Linked DNA regions of Zea mays: region 1 is linked to region 2. Evidence: chromatin contacts called from public Hi-C data. All regions are on one chromosome and are shown on one strand. Each heading gives the region's core, a stretch centred on a gene start, on an enhancer-like site or on the middle of the called end of the contact. The rest is flanking DNA. Distances are from core to core; before and after follow the strand shown.

Region 1 (2,700 bases), core at 1-2,500, 280 kb before region 2:
CAAAAGTATTTTTATTAGGAGGGAGGCTCCAGCGCGGGAGGTCCAGCCTCCGCCTATCTGCCGCAAGTCACGACATTTTTATGTAACCCGCACTACCCCTCCTTATATCACTTACTTCATATCTATATTGCAGTTTTGTTAACCATAAATTATGACCAACTAAGTGTAAATTTATTGTTTGAGGCTGTAAACAAATTCAAAGGAAAAAGTTATCAACCATAAAGTTTCATAACTTTTGAAGTTCTACAACAATTGTTTTGACATTTTTCCCATTCGAGGTCGTTTGCAAAATTTACATTTTAAATTTGATAAATTTACATGCAGTTTTTGAGAGCACAAATAATTTCAAATAAAAAAGTTATCAACTACAAAATTTTATACTTTTAGAGATCTACAACTTTTATGTTGGTAGTTTTTTCATACGAGATCATTTTAAAAACTCAGAAAAATTCAGAATAAAAATGATTTATAGTGGCGGTTTCTTAAGAAAACCGCCATTAGAAATCGTTTTATAGTGGCGGTTCCTTAAAAAACCGTTATTAGAAGGTTTTTTTAAGGAACCACCACTAGAAATAGAACTAGCGTTCGATAACTGAAATCGCCTGTAAAAATTAGACCCCACCGCAGGCTTTAAGCTCTTCTGTACTAGTGTAATCTAAGTAATGGAGTAGGCTATTTTTTACAATGTGACATTCTACAACTTTTCAAAGTTTATTATATATAAGCCTCTCTCAAATTTATATGGTGAGATATAGAAATTGATTATATAAATTTACACACTATTTTTTTAGTGTATAACTTATATCACACAGTTTTACTTGTTTCTCTATAGTATAAAGGTAGTGTTTGAGAGAAAGGGAATGAAGGAGATTGGAGGACTAAAATCTTCTTACTGTTCAAAATTGAATAGAAAGGAAATTTATCCCCTCAAATCCTCACTATTCCTCTAGCTCCTAAACAGGCTCCTAAACAAGTGTGACAAGTCTGTATCAACACCTAAGAGTCTAGCTCTAGCAGCATCCACGCAATGGATGGCGACGACGTGCGTTTATCTGATACATTAGTGACACTGATATTGTTATAGTAGGAGTAGCCGGTCACCAATACTGAGATACTGATCGAGATCACGCCATTGACAAGCGACAAAGGGAAAGTGGTTTCTAAATCGAGAGATTGGATGTTCACCTTTAGCGGATGCACAGGAACTGCTCGTATGTGAGGTCCAAGCACATGCAGGACAGCAGCAGCAGCCCGAACCGGCTGAACGGCGCGCGAGGAAATCGATAAGCCAATCGGGGATAGATAGGACTGTCCGACTACTCGAACGGTCATATCTCATCACATGGGCTTAATTTTTCTCTCAATCCCCGAAAATTCTAGAGGAAATTTAAGTTTCCAAAGAGCTAGTTTGATAACCACATAATCGAATAGAATTGAAGGAGCTAAAATCACTTCTTATTCAAAAATTAATAAAAAGTGAATTCTAGCCTCTCTCTCATCCCCTTCGGTTTTGTAACTTCCAATTAGCCCTTAGAGGATTGTTGAGCACCAAAAGTGGCGGACGGTCCGGGCCTTGGGTCCGGACAGTCCGTGTGCCCCACGATTAGATTAACTCGGGTGATTATTCTTATCTCGTGCGTGGTTATCCATCTAATTACGTGAGAGTTGTTGGCTATCTCCTAGGAATAAGTCCAGACCTCCTCCCCTATAAATATAAAGGGGTACGGCCGATTGAAAACCCCCGAACACATTCCAATCGAACCAATTACTTTATTTACTTTTCCTGCAACAGGAGTAGATGTAGCGTAGTTCTAGTTGTAGCTTTCCGCATATCCACCTCCACCTCTATTCGACTCTACGCCGTCTAGATCCGTCTTGGTTGGCCTGCCGACCCCAAGATGACCCTAGAATCTTTCCCCTCTCGGGGGCAAGATCTAGTTGTTCATTCAAAATACTATATCTAGACTACCTCTTAATTCATAGGCGACTCTACGTCGTCTGGAGACGCCCCGGGTGACCTGCTGATCTAGAGCACCCTAAAGTCTCTCTCCCCAGCTGGGGACGAGATCTAGGTCCTACGAGGAAAAGAAGACGGCCCTGCGCCATCGCGGACCGTCCGGCACAGAGCTCGGACCATCCGGACTGAGCGCAAGGAAGGCGTCGCTTCTGCTGCCAGGTTGCGACCGTCCCCGCAGCGAGCACTACCAGTCGACCCAGCGAGGCAGCGACCCATCGCAGACGACCGCCACTGTTCACCTCACGGAGCAGAACCTAAGGTATTGCTCATCACGAGAAGGCCCTAGGGTTCGTTGCTGTTTGGTCCCAAATAGGTGGTGACCATCATAGAGGTGTTGCCCCACATTCAGGATAACCACTTTATTTGACTATACATCATCTAAAGGTGTCAAGTACCGCCAGGCGGTTCATTATAGTGTTTGGTGACCCAAAAGGCGTCAACACACTTTTTAGCGACTCCACCGGGGACGAAAAATCGGATCTATCAAATCCGATCCATTAGATCATATCTGTTAAATCAGACCTATCAGATCGATCGCAATGGTCAATCCCAAAGATCACAACAACGTTGTGCTAGACATTAACACAAGGCTGACTAACTCGCCGACTGATGAGGATGAGAAATTAGAAGACCACATGAAAAGGCTGGACGAGGAATTCCAACGACAACAGGCTCAGATAAGC
Region 2 (2,700 bases), core at 136-2,635:
CTTTTGATTCGCCTTTTTCAGCCATCGCTTCAAGTTCTCATCTGAGGTATTGTTTTCACCGTTGCAGCGCAACCTCCTGTAATGCGACCTAACTTACTATTTGCTCTGCAAAACATACGTTAGTCACATATAATCTTACGTTGTCATTAATCACTAAAACCAACCTGGGGCCTAGATGCTTTCTAGGCCCTCGTCACCGTACCCTTAATTAGCTAAAGTGACGAGCAACTGAAAGATCACCCTTTTTAATGGTATCTACAACTGCTTGTACGCGGTCTAGCTAAGTGGATGAGATGATACAATGCTACTTGAAGCGGCCAAGAACAGTTTGCACAATAAGCTTAGAAAATCCAAGTTTAAGTTGGAGCACATGTGGTGAACATTTTAATATTATCCCAAGTGGTGCACGAAGTATGATGACGATAACTCGAGTGATAACTCGAGTGATGAGAGAAAAAAAAACCGTCTTAACTTCGATAACAATCCTAGCTCAGTGTCATACGAAAGTGTGGACGCACTATGTCCTAACACTTGCGATAAGGCAAGAGTTCAATAGAGGAAGAGACCCAAAACAAGTAGCAGCAAATTTCCATCTAGCCAGAAAGGAACGTGAAAGAAGCTCTACGCCATTAGTGAGAGGATGGCTCAAACTTAATTATTTTAACAATTTAACATATTATTGGATCATTCCACCACATATAGATGAAGGCACAAAAATACCCATAAATTGGTTTTAAAAATTCACAAAGCAACTTAAATTAAAGAACGAGGAAGCGATGGAACATGTGAGAGAGTAGATGTAGTCTATTAGTTATGTTTGTGAATTATGTAATTTTTATTTTTATGTTTAAGACAGTTTTAAATTGTTTTTTATGAGTAATGGAATTTTTGTTTGCTTAATTATATGTTCATTTTAATAAAACAACATATTTTGTTATAACTAAAAGTCTATAAAAAATGATGTAACATCGTATGTTTAGTTTGATGTCAAAATAGGATGAGCCGAGCGTGACACCATCCTCTTGATTTTTTGGGACTCCGTCGTCACCAAAAATTGCTCCGGTGTTCATCTCGTCCGCGCGTAACTTTTATCCAAAAACAATAGAAAATGTGACCGTCCCTTCTATCCTCGTTATACATCCAACCAAACGCATTCTAAAGTTGAGATGGATAAAAAAACGATGATCAATAACAACATTGATAATAAAAAACAAGAGTTCAAATGACATGGTGTGATGGTGAATATATAGACGGCATAATGAATAGCTGCCACCTGCTATACAGTCCGGGTCCAAAGTGTCCAACTCGATAGACGACCCACCAGCGTCCTAGCTTGCCTATATATGCCACCTCTTCTCCTTTCTTGCATCACTGCTCGAGGCTTCTAGTAGAGAGCACAGCTAGCAAAACAGAGCTCCAGAAACTGACCGATTGGTTTCACACCAGAGTTAGCGGGATGGCGGGGACGAGCGGCCACAGCGAACGAGCAGACGAGCCTCTGAAGGAGGCGCTGTTGGCTGCCCGCAACGGTAGCGGCAGCGACGGCGACGGCGAGAAGGACCTGGAGGAGATCCGGAGCGTGGGGTCGTTCCTGCGGCACGCGGCGGAGGAGAACCGGAAGCTCTGGTACCTTGCGGGCCCCGCCATCATCACGTCCATCACGCAGTACTCGCTCGGCGGCATCACCCAGGTCTTCGCCGGCCATCTCACCACGCTCGAGCTCGACGCCATCTCCACCGAGAACAACGTCATCGCCGGCCTCGCCTTCGGCATCATGGTCTGTGTACACTATACCTATCGCACATTCTCGATGCCAGAGTGGTGTGGAGTACATCGATCCAATATGCGCCTGGCACGAACGTCGGTGTGCCAGACACAAGCCGTCAAAAATACTCCAGTAGCAGTAGTTGACTCACCTAGGGCATGCCACACGTACGCCAGCCACACATCCACCAAATGACTCACTGACTGCAACGACTAAAATATTACTGCGTGCTGTTGGCAGCTGGGGATGGGCAGCGCGCTGGAGACGCTGTGCGGACAGGCGTACGGCGCGAAGCAGCTGCACATGCTGGGCGTGTACATGCAGCGGTCGCTTATCATCCTCAACGCCATGGCCGTGCTGATGCTCCCGCTCTACCTCTTCGCCACCCCTATCCTGCGCTTCTTCCACCAGGACGCCGAGATTGCCGCGCTCACCGGCCGCCTAGCGCTCTACATGATCCCGCAGCTCTTCGCCTACGCCTTCAACTTCCCCATCCAGAAGTTCCTGCAGGCGCAGAGCAAGGTGATGGCCATGGCGGTCGTGTCGGTGGCGGCGCTGCTGCTCCACGTCGCCATCAGCTGGCTCCTCGTCGGGCCCATGGGGATGGGGATCGTCGGCCTGGCCGTTGCGCTCAACGCGTCCTGGTGGCTCGTCGTGCTGGGCCAGCTCGCCTACATTCTCATGGGCTACTGCCCCGGCGCCTGGAACGGATTCGACTGGCTCGCCTTCTCCGACCTCTCCGGCTTCGCGCGCCTGTCGCTTGGCTCCGCCGTCATGCTCTGGTGCGTGCGTGCGTCTCATACTACTGGATTTGTCCTGCTTTCCTTTCTGTTGTTCTATTTAAAAGGATGACCTTGTTTGAGCTTTTGACTGCTGGCTTACACGTTCCTTCTCACGTATGTAGCCTGGAGTTCTGGTTCTACATGTTCCTGATC

The links. Hi-C and Micro-C count contacts between places; a contact is called where the count stands out from the background.
Region 1: a Hi-C map of ear shows a contact between it and region 2, with 2.6 times the contacts expected there. The contact joins the enhancer-like site here to the promoter of LOC100501847 in region 2. A contact is called at or near these places in 3 of 25 Hi-C or Micro-C datasets (ear and leaf) and 1 of 3 datasets of contacts at active chromatin or transcription factors (leaf).

What each region holds. Positions count from the first base shown.
Region 1 is chr4:224,398,326-224,401,025 of Zm-B73-REFERENCE-NAM-5.0, reverse strand. No RefSeq gene overlaps it. Among protein-coding and RNA genes, the nearest start is that of LOC103654656, 50 kb to the left of the region's middle. Within about 2 kb of position 1,250, at least 5 of the 20 cell types and tissues checked have an H3K27ac peak or open chromatin away from gene starts, as enhancers often do. A contact at or near this core is called in ear, where this site is marked.
Region 2 is chr4:224,121,873-224,124,572 of Zm-B73-REFERENCE-NAM-5.0, reverse strand. LOC100501847 (putative MATE efflux family protein) reads left to right here and starts at 1,385. Exons shown (of 5, transcript NM_001196495.1): 1 at 1,385-1,777; 2 at 2,006-2,547; 3 at 2,670-2,700. The coding sequence starts at 1,457.